Regions from separate parts of the Callithrix jacchus genome. Here region 2 is linked to region 1. The links are chromatin contacts, called in public Hi-C maps. All regions are on one chromosome and are shown on one strand. The core of a region is the stretch at or near the end of the contact, and the rest is flanking DNA. Distances in the headings are between cores, read along the strand shown. Region 1 overlaps ATP11A (ATPase phospholipid transporting 11A). Region 2 overlaps ATP11A (ATPase phospholipid transporting 11A).

Region 1 (6,991 bases), core at 2,858-5,357:
GTCTCAATCTCTTGACCTCGTGATCCACCCGCCTCGGCCTCCCACAGTGCTGGGATTACAGGCTTGAGCCACCGCGCCCGGCCAAAGGTACTTTTTTGTAAATTTTTTTTCTTTGGCTTGGGAAGGGAACAAAAATAAGATCGTTTTTCCTGGTTCGAAGATAAAAGATTTTAAAGAGAAGGTTTGTTACATATGAAAAAGACGGTTTGATCAAAGGCTTAATTTGTTGAGTTTCGCATTCGGCGAAGATGGAAATTACACGTTCAACAAAGATGTGAAGACGTGCGCCTGGCGAGGCGTCTCTGTCCTGGGTCTGCTCACCCCCACCCCACAATGCAGGAAGGGGAGGAGAGGCTGGTGAGAGGGTCACCCGTGGTCCGTGCTGTGGCTCTTCCGGGACGCGGCCTGGGACAGGCAGGGCTGCTCCAGGGGAGAAGGGGCTGCTGTTTGACGTGTCTCAGAGCCCGGGTCCTTCCTTCCCCAAGGCTGGTATCCACGGCCTCTCTGGATCTTCACGACAGCCCTGTGAAGGAGCACCGTGCCATCCTGTAACAGGGCAGCCAGGTCTCGCAGGCCCCTGGTGCTGAGGCTGATGGGTGGGCACGGGCCTTTCTGCCCGGCTCTGACCTTGCTTTCCCCGCCGTGGCCTGCACCCTGTGAAGGGCGAGTGAGCACCCTCCTGGCCCAGTTCGGCCCCAGGTCTTGCCTGTTGTCCTCACATCATTCATCATCATGCATAGCGTCCCTTTCACACGCAGAAGTGTCCCAGCTTAGCCAGTTCTGCGGCCACCCCACCACAGGGGCCTGAACCCAGGGCCCACCACTCCTGCCATATGCCCTCTTCTGCTTGTCACCTGCCTTGTCCTGAGGGGCCGGCGGCTGCTTCAGGACTTGTCCCCGTGCCAGGCATCCCGGGCAGTTCTTTACTGGCATCCCCACCACTCCTGAATCCATCTCCACATGTGGGCTCAGACCTGCTTCTCCCGCCCTCTCTTCCCCGTGTGACTAAGTAGTGAGCTTTCCCCGTTCATGCTGTGGAGAAGGGGCTGGGCCTGGTTCAGCTGCTGACGGATCAGCCGACCCACACATCGCCACAGCCCTTTCTGGAGGACGTGGGGGGACGGGAGTGGCTGGCGGTCACCTGGGAGTGGCACCCGAAGGTGCAGAATACCCAGAAACTCGAGTCCACCGCGCCATCTCCTTGGTCCTCTCTACTGTGATTACTCCACGTCCCCTGTACAGGGACCCATCCCAGCGAGGAGGGGAGAACTCTGGGGTGTTGTCTGGGAGTTGCAGGTGCGTTAAATACTGTTGCTGCATGCATAGGTCTGCACATGCTCTGCAGTTAGGTCAGGCACACAGTTAGTACCTTCGAGGCGTCTTGGCCGTGCCTGGCATTTGGCAGTCAAGCTGTGTTTAGTTTTGACTTAAAAATGGAAAAGATTGGCCGGGCGCGGTGGCTCAAGCCTGTAATCCCAGCACTTTGGGAGGCCGAGGCGGGTGGATCGCGAGGTCAGGAGATCGAGACCATCCTGGTCAACATGGTGAAACCCCGTCTCTACTAAAAATACAAAACATTAGCTGGGCATGGTGGCGCGTGCCTGTAATCCCAGCTACTCGGGAGGCTGAGGCAGGAGAATTGCCTGAACCCAGGAGGCGGAGGTTGCGGTGAGCCGAGATCGCGCCATTGCACTCCAGCCTGGGTAACAAGAGCGAAACTCTGTCTCAAAAAAAAAAAAAAAAAAAAAAAAAATGGAAAAGATTATAGACTGCAGGAACCATCTTCTACCCTTTGAGGGAAAACTTACAAGTTGGCCTGACCTTTGCCATGCTGGGAATCACAGAAGCTGAAGGAAGTGTCAGAGGACGGTCTGGTCCACAGCAGATGTTCAGGACACTGATGCTTTCCTATAAAACATTATTTGTCAATGCATTTATGACGCCAGCAGCGGACTCAGGTGTGAGGAGGTTCCGCGATGCGCTTTTCCTCTGAGTGTCCCCCCGGCACTGTGCTTGTGTCTCAGCATCCTGCGGACGGGCCCGCTGTTATCCACGGTGGTTCCTGAGCGCTCGTGTGCCTGGAAGATGGATGGAGACAGGCGTTGCTAGTAGCAGGGTTCATCCTCTTGTCACAGTGTGGAAAAACACTCCAAGTACAGCTGGGTGTAGTGGCTTACACCTGTAATCCCAGCACTTTGGAAGGCCCAGGTGGGCGGATCACCTGAGGCCAGGAGTTCAAGACCAGCCTGGCCGACCAACATGCTGAAACCCCGTCTCTACTACAAATACAAAAATTAGCTGGGTGTTGTGGCAGGCGTCTGTAATCCCAGTTACTTGGGAGGCTGAGGCAGGAGAATTGCTTGAACCTGGGAAGCGGAGGTTGTAGTGAGCCGAGATCACACCATTGCACTCCAGTCTGGGTGACAAGAGCGAAACTCTGTCTCAAAAAAAAAAAACCTCTAAGTATAGACAGCGTAGCAACCGTGTGGAGGCCCACCATGCCGTCAGCAGCTTCTCCTGCATGTTCCATGGGAAGCAGGGCCTCTGAAGGCTGCACGCCGTGTGTGTGGTGTCATCTCCCTCAGCCTCAGGCCCTATGCCAGGGAGGGTCCTTGTGTTCTGCGGGCTCCTCGTCCCTGCTCTCTGCTGTTCTGTGCATGGCCTCCACTGGGCTCCTCTCTCTGTGAGAAATGCTCGTCCCTCAGGGCTTTCTTCATCCTGATCTCTGTCCCCTCAGGTGCGCTCATGTCGAAAGCGATAACTAAGCTTGTCCCACTCATGTGCATGAGAGCGAGGTGACCAAGGGTGTGGGTCTGAGGGCTTTGCCTGAAGAGCGGACAGTGTGTGTGTCACGCAGAGTCCCGCCGTGGCACTCGGCCTTGCCATCTTCCAGCTTTTTCTCTGTGTCTCACCAGCGAGGTCACTGGCTGTTTACGAAGTGAGAATCATATAAACACACAGGCTTGATGACTGAGAAAGCAGATGCTAAGAATGTGACTACAGAACGAATATCTTTCATTATGAAAACCTGGCGTATTGTTTATGACGTGATTCTCGGAGATGCTTTTGCCTGAGGTTGCAAACTTGAATGTTTTACTGTTGTTGAAGCACCTATCAACCCAGCGTGGAGCTGAACAGGTGCTCGTGTGTCGCAGAGAGCTTGGCAGCTGCAGCAGTACTGCGGGCTGCGTGGCATACGCAGCAGAAATTTATTTCTTCTAGCTCTTGGGGCTGGAAATCAGATCAGGGTGTCCGCATGGTGAGGGCCCTTCCTGGGGGACAGGTGGCCATGTCCTCCCAGAGTGGGAGAGAAAACTCTCCTTCTTCTCTCGTGGTTACACATCAGTCCTGTGTGATTAGGACACAGACCTCATGACCTCATTTAATCTTAATTACCTCCTAAAAGCCCAGTCTTCAGATCCAGTCACATCACTGCTTAAGGCGTCAACATGAGATTTTTGAGGGGATCACAGTTTAGCCACAGCAGTGTGCTGGTGGCAGAGGCACCGTTTGGATGGCGAAGAGGACAGTCTGCAAAACACATCCAGTCTTGTCTGCTGCTTTGTGGAATAGGTGTTCCACGGAATCTGGAAGGACTCAACATAATGATTTAGTGGGAATGGGTCATTTTTCAAGCAGTGGAGCAGAGTTAGCCGGTTTGACCCTTGTTAGATGTGACAGACCACACTTGCCATGGTTAGATGGGCTCTTAGGTCCTGTGTATTTCCACCTTCTTCTTCCTGCTTATTTATTTACTGTTTTCCTGGAGAAGGCTGGTGAGGGAGAGGTGGCTGGTGTTAAAACGATTCTGTAACACGTTGCTTTGGTTTTTGCACTACATCCAGACATGTGGCATCTGGCTCATTGACAAGACAGATGTTAGGGTTTACGTCACAAAGTGGGATTGGGCCTGTCTGCTCGGTGAACTCGGAGGCTGTGGATCATGATCTAGTTCTTCCAGTGCCTGGAACTGCTTTGTGGAGCCCATACTGTGTTCACCTGCGTGTGTGGCGGATGACGTCTTCCCTTTGGCAAAATTGGATCGTGCTGGTCGGAAGTTGCACCTGATTAGAACAACAGAGCATGTTGCTCCCTGCTGTCCACGGCAGGGGAATCCTGGGACGGTGCCCGTGCCACACCACCCACACGTCAGCCATCACGTGGGTTCTCAAGGCAAGCAGTGAGTTCCCAAGCCAGCTGTGTCCAACTGTCTGGGTTAGGGTCTTTTTAAATCATCATTACTTTAACCAGGTGCCTGCCCAGGTTACTGTGTGCACCACTCAGAGATAAACATCGTTGCTGCTCCCCTCTCAGTCAGTACTTAGGGTGGTCTCTGGTGACTGCTGGAAAAATTTTGGATGCTTTGCACTCTTTTTGACTGAAAATGCAAGGCCCCGTGGCTCCAGCCCTCAGCAGAAAGTACAAATGGTTTAGATGCTTTTGGAAGCCCAGGGCTGCCATGGCTGCTCTGCCCCTTGTTGTCTTACCTGGAAACCACTGTGGGCGGGGAGACTCTGACTGCAGAGTGGAGCACAACTCAGGTTTGTATCTGGGGCACGTGAGAATTTCAGATGGGCTGGGGGTGCCCCCTCCCTCTGTACCTGCTCATGTACAGGAGCACTAGCCTGGGTCTGAGACGGGCTGGGGGTGTCCCCTCCCTCTGTACCTGCTCATGTACAGGAGCACTAGCCTGGGTCTGAGACGGGCTGGGGTTGCCCCCTCACATACAGGAGCACTCGCCTGGGTCTGAGATAGGCTGGGGGTGTCCCCTCCCTCTGTACCTGCTCATGTACAGGAGCACTAGCATGGGTCTGAGATGGGCTGGGGGTGCCCCGTCCCTCTGTACCCGCTCACATACAGGAGCACTCGCCTGGGTCTGAGATGGGCTGGGGGTGCCCCGTCCCTCTGTACCCACTCACATACAGGATCAGCTCACCTGGGTCTGAGATGGGCTGGGGGTGCCCCGTCCCTCTGTACCCGCTCACATACAGGAGCAGCTCACCTGGGTCTGAGATGGGCTGGGGGTGCCCCGTCCCTCTGTACCTGCTCACATACAGGAGCGCTCACCTGGGTCTGATATGGGCTGTGGGTGCCCTGTCCCTCTGTACCCGCTCACATACAGGAGCAGCTCGCCTGTTTCCTTCTTTCTTTCTGGTTTTGTTGCTCACCATTGCCTGGGAAGGAAGCGGCTGCCTAAGTAATTAAATAATCTCCTGCTTCAGAGGAAAGAGGATTTCCTTCAACCTATTTTCAGCCAAGGATTAGGGACGGTGAAGTCCTGCCACTGGAATGCCATGGAGATTTTGGTGTGGTTTTCCAGGGTCTCAGACTGCCCGGGAAGACGTGGAAATGGCTTTGGGATTTCAGTGGGACCGCAGCTGTGTGGGATGGGAGATTTGAGGGAGAATGGGACCGGAATGGGACCACAGGTTCTTCGCCACTTTCCGATAAAATGCCTCATGCATGTGGAATAAGCTGCACCGCCTTTTCTCTCTGGAAAGGGCAGTGAGGTGGCTTTCACTTGGATAAATGGAGACAAACCACTAAAATATTAGGTAACTGTAGAGTATACAGGTGCTTTTTTTCAGTAATAAAGGACTTTGGGATAAATCTGAAAGCAACACACATAAAAAGAAAGCTGGCGGACCGTCATGGTGGCTGGAGTTTACTTTTGTCCTCATTTCTGATGTTATTTAACCCCTTTCACCATTTCTGTGACGTAACCTGGAAATACAAGGTGCAAGCCCTGGGCAGTGAGTGATCTGTAGCGAGGAAAACCCACTGGGATTCTTGCAGGGAAGGGTGTGTGACAGTCTCAGTGCACGTAGGTGCTCAGCAGCTGATGTTCATCCCACATGCATTGAGTGACTGCTGTATGCACTGAAGATTCTGTGGGGGAGCAAGAGGCACAGGTGTGTCCTGGCTCTCCTGGAGACTGGGCAAGGATCGAAGGCACGTGGCATATGGCACACCGGCTGTGAGGAGGTGCCAGGGACAAAGTGAGAAGGGAGGGGTGTCAGGGAGGGGCGTGGAGGACAGAAACGGGCAGGCCACCAGATGACAGCTCGGGGCAGAGGAAGTCCCGGGGCCTGCAGACACAGAGGCCACCTGTGCTCCTTCACCCCCAGGAGGGATGGGCTGAGAGCTGGTCCAAGACCTAAGCAGGTGTCGAGTGCCCCTCTAGTTTTCTTGCTCAAAACACAGAACATATATGTTGCTTTTTGGTAATGTTTTAAATTTGTTTAACATGTGGCCAAAGGAGGAAAATGTTACATAGTAGGTAGAGTTGGATGATTTTTAACGTTATAAAAATGTATTGCGGTCGGGCGCGGTGGCTCACGCCTGTAATCCCAGCACTTTGGGAGGCCGAGGCAGGCGGATCACGAGGTCAACAGATCGAGACCATCCTGGTCAACATGGTGAAACCCCGTCTCTACTAAAAATACAAAAAAATTAGCTGGGCATGGTAGCGCATGCCTGTAATCCCAGCTACTCGGGAGGCTAAGGCAGGAGAATTGCCTGAACCCAGGAGGCGGAGGTTGCGGTGAGCCGAGATCGCGCCATTGCACTCCAGCCTGGGTACCAAGAGCGAAACTTGGTCTCAAAAAAAAAAAAAAAAAATGTATTGCTTTATTGTATGACTATACAATAAATTGGTTGATAGGTAATTTTTTATTGTGGCAAAACTTACATAAAGTTTACCGTCTCATCCATTGTGAAGCGTCCCATTCTGCGGCATTAAATACACTCGCAGTGCCGTGCGATCGCCACCGTCAGGTACTTCCAGAGCTTTCTCATCAGCCCAAACCGAAACGGATGTGGGGCAATTTCAAGTCGTTTCCGCATTTGCTGTTGTGGAGCTTGCTTTTCGGGCAAGACTTTTGTCTTTTAAATCAGTGAGAAAGACCTTAACAGGATGAAGAGAAGACATCGAAATACCAGCGCCAGTTACATTTAAATGCAAAATGGACCGAGATAGGAGGATTTTTTT
Region 2 (7,415 bases), core at 515-3,014, 64 kb after region 1:
TGTTCTTACTCATAAGTGGGTGTTGAACAATGAGAACACATGGACAGGGAGGGAAACATCACACATTGGGGCCTGTCAAGGGGTGTGGGGCAGGGGAGGGAGAGCTTTAGGAAACACACCTAATGTAGATGACGGATTGATGGGTGCAGCCAACCACTCACATGTATACCTATGTGACAGACCTGTACATTCTGCACATGCAGCCCAGAACATAGAGCATTTTTTTTTAAAGTTGCTTTACTTTCCCCATTTGGCCAATGATGTCAATATGAACCCTGCAGACTCTGAAATCTCTCAGAGCTCTGGTCTAGGACTCGAGAGTGTGAGCGCACCTGCCCAGGGGGCTTGGCTTGAGGCCCGTACTGTCGCCTGCTCTGTGGCAGTGCCTGTGTGCAGACCCCCCGCAGCACTTAGGCGTGGCTCGTGGACTTGTGGTTTTGCTGCTGGGTGGGGAACCCCATCCGGCTCCTCACTTTCCCAGCAAGCACTGGTCATAGCATGCCCTTCTCTGGTCACTGCTCTCTGGCCTGGCTTGGTGGTGGCTTTGGTGATGGCACCATCACCCCTGGGATCCATGTCCTCCCATTTCTTTCCTTTCTCCTGAAGGTTTTCCAGGTGCCTGTTTGCTTCTAAGAATTCCCCTCTCTGCCTTCCTCCTAGTGTCTCATAGCCATCCTTCTTTTTATTCTGGCCTCCCAAGATGGCATGGGGCCCGCCATTGCCAGGGCGGCCCTGTGATGAGCCACGCCAGACACAACAGGCAGCCCCGGGCACCTGCCTCCAGCTCCACAGCAGCGTCTTCCACTTGCACCTCTGCTGTCTGTGGCCTTTTGCTCTGTGGACTTGGCATCAGTGCTGGCCGTGGGGCAGCCTCGGCTTCTCCAGCGGACGCCGTGCCGTCCCCACAGTGGAGTCTCAGCCTGGGGATCCGGGTGCCCACTGGATTGCAGGCGGTGCATTCGCAGACTGTCGCCAGCTGAACCGCGGTGTCTGGAGTGGTTCCGTGTATGCTGTTCTCCAGTTTGCCCGTATTTTCACTAAACAGCAGGCTGTAATTACTGACTCACAGTCCCGCAGTTGTCTTCATTAGATAGATATTCAATATTTTGGAAATCTGCCTATAATGCATTTGGAAGGTATATAATTTCCATTTCTCAAAAGGCGACATGTGTACTAACATGTTTGTGTTTGTGAATTGGGATATGCTTGCTTAGTTTTCTGGCTAATTCATCGTTAGAAGGAGGGACTCAGTCGTGGGAAATAAATGCAGCAATCACTCGGTGTTCCTGCTGGGCTCGTGGGTGACCCCGTGTTTTCTGGTGGCGTGGGAAGAATCTGGAGGTCTGGGGCTGAGGCTGGCACATCTCTCCTGCAGCTTGGTTTCGGCGGGTCCTCAGGGCGGAGTTGCTGCCCTTCCGCCTCCCGGGCCTATGTTCCCGCTTCCTGGTGCTCTCCTGTCTTCACTGCGGTTCATTTTTGAGGGGCAGCAGAGGCTGCACTGTGGCATCAGTAACTGGGGACACACTCCAGTGTATTTCTGCGATTGATGGGGAGGTGTTTGTGGTCAGGACTGCTTTGGGGGCAGGTTTGCATGTCAGGAGATGGGGAGCAGTGACGGGGCACCACGGGCTGCCTCCCAGCTCCTCCTTCCAGGCTCCTACCTTGCCCCATGCCCAGGCTTCCTTTCTCTTCCTGAGTCAGCTGGGGCTGAGCTCCAAACTGAGCCTAGGACCTCCCAGCCCCACCCTCCTCTCTGAGGTGCAGAGGCACAGCAGGTGCAGCACAGCCTCAGCCCTGGGGCTCCCAGGACGGTTGTCCTGGCCAATGGCTCATGACCCTCTGCCCGCTGCGTTGGGGGGTAAACTGAAGGAGTTATGTACCTGTGACCCAGGTCCCCAGCAGCTGTGGCCTCTTTGTTGTGCTTCCTCTTTGGCCACAGCCAAAACCGGGTTCTCTTCTGCACGCTGGAGCAGGGAGCTTGGTCTCAAACCTTCAGGCCTAAGCTTATAGTTCTCCCAGCTTCTCCAGAACTGGCCCATAACTCAGCAGTGTCATTGCCACCCTGGTTTTCCAGGTGAGATGAGCCTCAGTTACAGGCAGAAACACGTGGCCAAGAGAAATGCACCAGCCGGATTCTGAGGGGAAGCTGCTGATTTCTAGCAGAGGGATGGGTGAGCCTGCCCAGTGCCCTACAGTGAGGGAGGCATCTCTGTCCCGACAGACGGCGTGAAGGCAGCGCGCTGAGGCCGGCTCAGAGCCTTGGAAGCAGGTCTGATCGCTTCCCTGCACATTCCCACACACTGTAAACGGAAGCATGTTGGCCACGGCTGCTGCCTCACAAGCAGTCCGGTCAGAAATGCACGTCTGTCAAAACAGAGGGTGGATTGATGAAGTCAGTGTGATCTTCTCTCTTGCTGCCTTTCACGAGTCCTGCAGAGTCCGTCCTAACTGCGTCCTCTTGATCCCAGACGTGCCCGTGGACTCCAAGTGATGCTTCAGTCGCCAGCCCTTCTCCTCTGTCTCCTCTCCTGTGTCTGAACCCTTAGGGAGCTCTGTGTTTCTTCCCACTGCTGTGAACTCTCAGAATTAGGCAATCCAGAGTAGGCCGAGAATGATTTGGGGTGAGAATGTGTATTTTTATTTCAGTTCTGGACCCATTAAATGATGGTCTAGGTCCTCCGGCATTCGGCGTTTCCCAGCCGGCTTGACTGTTTCCAGATCAAATGGACGTCCCTGTGCTTCCGTGGATCACCGTGACCCAAGTGATTGTGTGTGAAAAATATCTCATGGCAGGAATATGCCACCAAGAGCCTTGAAAATACTTGAGGTTTGTTTGGGGGAATAAAAAGGAAAAAAGGAAGGAGAGAAATCCAGTCATTAGCATGAGTGATGAGTGTGGGGAAAACCAGCGGAGCTTCGGATCCTGCCCCAGCAGATGCCAGTGGCTCAGACCATGGCGGACAGAGGGAGGGACGTGCCTGTGTGAGGCCTCAGCACAGACCCCGGACCCGGCCTGCCTGCTGGGATGAAGGTGGAAGAGAGCCGCGCATCTCAGCACAGACCCTGGACCCTGCCTGCCTGCCTGCCAGGGTGAAGGTGGGAGACAGCCACGCATCTCAGCACGGCGGTGGAAACGCAGTGCACCTGTGGAGGGCTTGCTTGCATTTATGTCACCTGAACAAGTCCCACATGCGAAAACAGAAGCCACCCCATGCCCCTCAGAGGGGCCAGGAGGAAGCCACCCCGCGCCCACCCGAGGGGCCAGGAGGAGGCCACCCCGCACCCACCTGAGGGGCCAGGAGGAGGCCACCCCTCGCCCACCTGAGGGGAGGGACCCGGGCACTCCCGGAGCCACCGAGAGATGGGCAGGCAGAGGCACAGGCTCCATGAGCTGCTTCCCTGGACTGTGAGGTGGCAGGGCTGGCAGGTCAGGAGGAAGCCTATTTTTAGAAACGCCTGAGTGCCCACAATCTTCTGACCATCAAACAAGAAACGTTGCTGTTTGAAGCTATAAACAGACAGCAGAACAAGAAGTCGCTGTGTCACTGGATACCTGTAATGTGAAAACCGGCCATTAGGAGGAATCGCCCTATAAACATTGATCTGGTGGTTGAGGCTGGCTGGCTTTGCTTCTGTTCTGCCCACAGGGTAATCAGCTAATAGGTTTTGGTTGTCTCAGCTGAAATGTGAAACTTCCATTAGGTGACTAACACTGGCTAAAATTGGTTTTCATCCTGTTTTAACAAAATCTTTGTCCCTGCGCGCTTACAACCCCATTCCAACCTGGCTGGTGCCGCGTCCCAGACCCACCAGAGTTGATGGTGAGGTGGTTGGAGGCATGACCCACGCGTGACCCACTGTGGAGACTTGGTTGTTTCAGGGAATCCAGCCATTTTCTGATGGAACTTCAAGTGCTGAAACATCTTGCCCTCACTGCTGCAGAAGGGGAGGAATTGTGTGCGCCAGACAGAGGCACCTTGGAATCCCCCCGCCCTGGGCTGTGTGCTGGGGTCTGGGACGGCGCAGGTGATTGGATCGGAGTGATGGCCCTGGTGGGCGGCGTCGCTTTCCTTGGTTAACCCTGGAGGACGCAGCCGCCTGGTGCTTATCCTCCGCCATTTCTCTCTTCTTCCTTTGGGAATAATCTCTTTTTTTTTCTGGTTTCTCTTCTCTTAGGCACATTCCTTTGGAAACTTACTGGGCTCACTTTTACCCACTTGTCATGAGTGGTGCAAGGTGAGAGATGACCGGGTCCACGTGTGTTCATGTCTTTCTATAGCATGAGGCTTTTGTTGACCTTATTTCAGTCACGAAAGCCGGGACCTGCATGTGCTTCTTGTCACTCGGCAGTCCCAGCTGCAGGCACACATTTGTCAGTATCGTAAGCCAGAATGATAGTATACCTAATCGATACATAAATGTTATCAGCACTGAGCAAGAAACAAAGAAACATTTAACTTCAAGAGAAAAAGGAGATGGGAGGAAGGGTTAGTGATCAGGTCTGCGGGGAGGGAAGCAGACACAAGGATCCCGGGCTGGGCGGGGTGGTCCCTGGTCTTCCAGGAGGAGTCTGAGGTGGCACAGCCTGCGGGGCAGGTGCCCAGTGCCTACCACGGGTGACTGAGGCAGTGTCCTCCCGCAAGGACTGACAGTGCAGGAGTGCGCGTTTTGTGTTCTTTCCAGTTGGAGACTGTCTTTTTATTTATTTGTTAAGCAAATCACCTTATCTTTATTGACAAAGTGCCCTATGAAAGGTAAAACAGTCTTTTTCTAAGATGGAGTTTGTTATGGCAACACTGCTGTATGCGCTATACATAAAAACTAAACTTTAAAAATGCTGCTTACACGAAAACCAAGAGAAGCCCACCTTTGTGCAGAAGACGGGCAGGTAGGAGGTTCCAGCGGCGAGGCTGCTGACCTGGCGCGACCTTGGCGGGGCTGTTTTGGGAGGCAGGGCAGCGAGCAGTGCCCGGCCTGTCGCAAGTTCGTAGGGAGAAAGCTTTGTTGAAATTTAACTGCCGTATCATAAAATCAGCCACTTAAACAATTTGATGCTTTTTATTATATTTACCAAGTTACGCAACATCACCACAATCTAATTCTAAAACATTTTCATCACCCTAAAATGAAACCCCGTCCCCAGTACCAGGCTCTCCCAAGCCCTTGTCCCCAGCTCCCCTCCCCCCACACCCCAGCCCAGCCCTGGGCAGCCGCTAATCCACGTTCTGTTGCCACACATTTGCCCGTGTAGACACTTCTTATGGATGGAGTCAGCAGCCTGAGGTCTTGCGCCTGGCTCTGGCACATGGTGGAGTCGTCCCACCTTTCCCTGCTGACTAAGGGTGCTCTGCGTCCTCTCCTGGGCTTGGCCATTTGCACAGCTCCAGAGAAATTCTGCCTTGTCTTTCTATTTTTGAGTTTGACTCATTCTTTATTCCAGGTACAGTCTCTAATCATATATCATTGGCATCATGGATGCTCTGCTTTGAAAGCTGAGGACTGTGTATGTTCCATGTGGGCTGTTCAGGGAAGGCCTGGCCCACTGTGATCTGTGTCTGGCAGAACTCGGGACCCTCCCAGAGCCTGAGAGCTATGGCCTTTGAGCTACTGCCCCAGGCTGTGGCCCATCCATCTCCCTCCCCAGAGGGTGCCATGAGGCTGTTTCTCATTGCCTCTGGGTTCTGATGAGCTGTGGAGCCTCCAGCCCTGCCCCACCAACGCCCCCCAGAACAGAATGCAGGCTGTAAACCCCTTGCAGTGGCCTGGACCATCTGCAGCAGTTTGCATGGTGTCACCCTGCCCTAATGTTTTCATGTATTTTATTTACCAATTAACCTGAGCAATGGAAATGTCACCCTCTCTGTATCAACCAAGCCCACCGTGCTTCTCCTCCCATGGAGAATTTTGCTTTCCCAAGCTGTACGAGTCCCAAGCCGGTGCCGGGCATTCAGCCGGTGGCCAGGAGTCCTTGCCCGCTCTCCCTGCCCTCTGAAGGGACACTCGAAAGGCATCCTCCAGCCTCTGGCAAGCTGCAGCCCTTTTGTAAAGTGCCACCTTGTGGCTGATGGGGGTCCCAGGAAGGGCCCCGGGCAGTGTCTGCAGAAACAGTTTCCTGTGCTTTGGCGGTAGCTGGTCCTTCCTCAACACTGTCGATAGGAGCTGTGGCGCTGGCCTCCATGCGGCTGGCAGCGGAGCGCCGTGTTTTCAGTTGTGATGCCCTCCGTGTGGCAGCCGCCAGCGCTCCTCGTGTGTGAGTGGTGGTCTGTGTCTGTGGGTGACGCGTGTCATGGGGCGTGAAGAAGTGCACTTGTGCAGGATTTCCATGCCAACTCCACCCTCCACCCATCTCATGCCTTCCCAGGGAAGTCCTGACTGTGCTTCTGCTGCCTTGGGAAGACAAGGGGTCCCAGGGGAACTCACGGGGTGGCCGGGAAAGCATCAAAGCCGGAGACTGCCTTCGCCTCGGGGCGAGGGGTGGGGGCGTGTGAGTCCCAGCTGCACCATTTGGAAGGGCTCCCCCCTTCAGCTCATCTTCCCCATTCTGTGCGAGGCCAGCCCAGCCCTCCAGGTCAGCCCATTTCTCTCCTAATTCAGTACCCCTCGCCATCCCTAAAGAGAGCGAAAGGGACAAGCTGCCCCTTCTCCGTGGGGTTTGGCGGGGGGGGGCTCTTGATTATAGTATTTCCCGAATCACAGGGATTCTGAGAACTTTCCTCCTAAGGGGAGGGAGGGCTGGCTCTGGCTCCAGTCCCCCAACCTGAGCAACCTCCACACATCTGGGCGTGTGTCAGAGCAACAGGACGGGAAGGGTCTGTTAGGTTCTGCCTGGGTGAGAATACTGCCGTGGATTTGAAATTAGAGGAAGGGCTCTGCTTTTGCATTTCAGGACCCACAGCACCCAGGCTCACTATGCTCATGGCCGCCCTTGGGAAGACCTGACGGGGGTTTTCCTCATTGGACGTTAGATGACGGGTGCACCAGGAACCTCAGCTTCTCAAACACAGAGGCTGCGTGCGGCTTGTGCTTCCTGTCCGTCTCTCAGGGGGGACTGGACATTCCCGCCTGTGCTGGAGAAAAGGGAACCGTCTAGGTGTCGCGGCCGAAGGTTGTAGCCATCTAGGAAATGACCAGCACAAAGACTCGGCCACAGGCTGGTTTTATTTTACTCACTTTTTAACAGAACTTTTATGAAGGCAAATTTCACTTGGGTCTGGTTCTAGGATTTTTCTTTACTTGTAAAAGCTGCTGGCACCTCCCGGTTTCGTAAGTCATCTGTTCTAAACTGGAAGCCAAGAGTCTTGCCTCAGAGCTTCCATAGCTCCACTTGCAGAAATTATAAGAGGATGGTTGAGGGCCGTGTCTTCCTGGTGACACCCTTGAGAAGATGTCAAGCCTGGGCCCTATTCATCATATTT

The links. Hi-C and Micro-C count contacts between places; a contact is called where the count stands out from the background.
Region 2: a Hi-C map of skeletal muscle shows a contact between it and region 1, with 2.5 times the contacts expected there. The contact joins two enhancer-like sites. A contact is called at or near these places in 2 of 3 Hi-C or Micro-C datasets (induced pluripotent stem cells and skeletal muscle).

The regions. Positions count from the first base shown.
Region 1 is chr1:28,162,199-28,169,189 of calJac240_pri, forward strand. All of the region lies in intron 1 of ATP11A (ATPase phospholipid transporting 11A), which reads left to right. Among named protein-coding and RNA genes, the nearest start is that of ATP11A, 13 kb to the left of the region's middle. Within about 2 kb of position 4,108, at least 3 of the 16 cell types and tissues checked have an H3K27ac peak or open chromatin away from gene starts, as enhancers often do. A contact at or near this core is called in skeletal muscle, where this site is marked.
Region 2 is chr1:28,228,572-28,235,986 of calJac240_pri, forward strand. All of the region lies in intron 1 of ATP11A (ATPase phospholipid transporting 11A), which reads left to right. Among named protein-coding and RNA genes, the nearest start is that of ATP11A, 80 kb to the left of the region's middle. Within about 2 kb of position 1,765, at least 3 of the 16 cell types and tissues checked have an H3K27ac peak or open chromatin away from gene starts, as enhancers often do. A contact at or near this core is called in skeletal muscle, where this site is marked.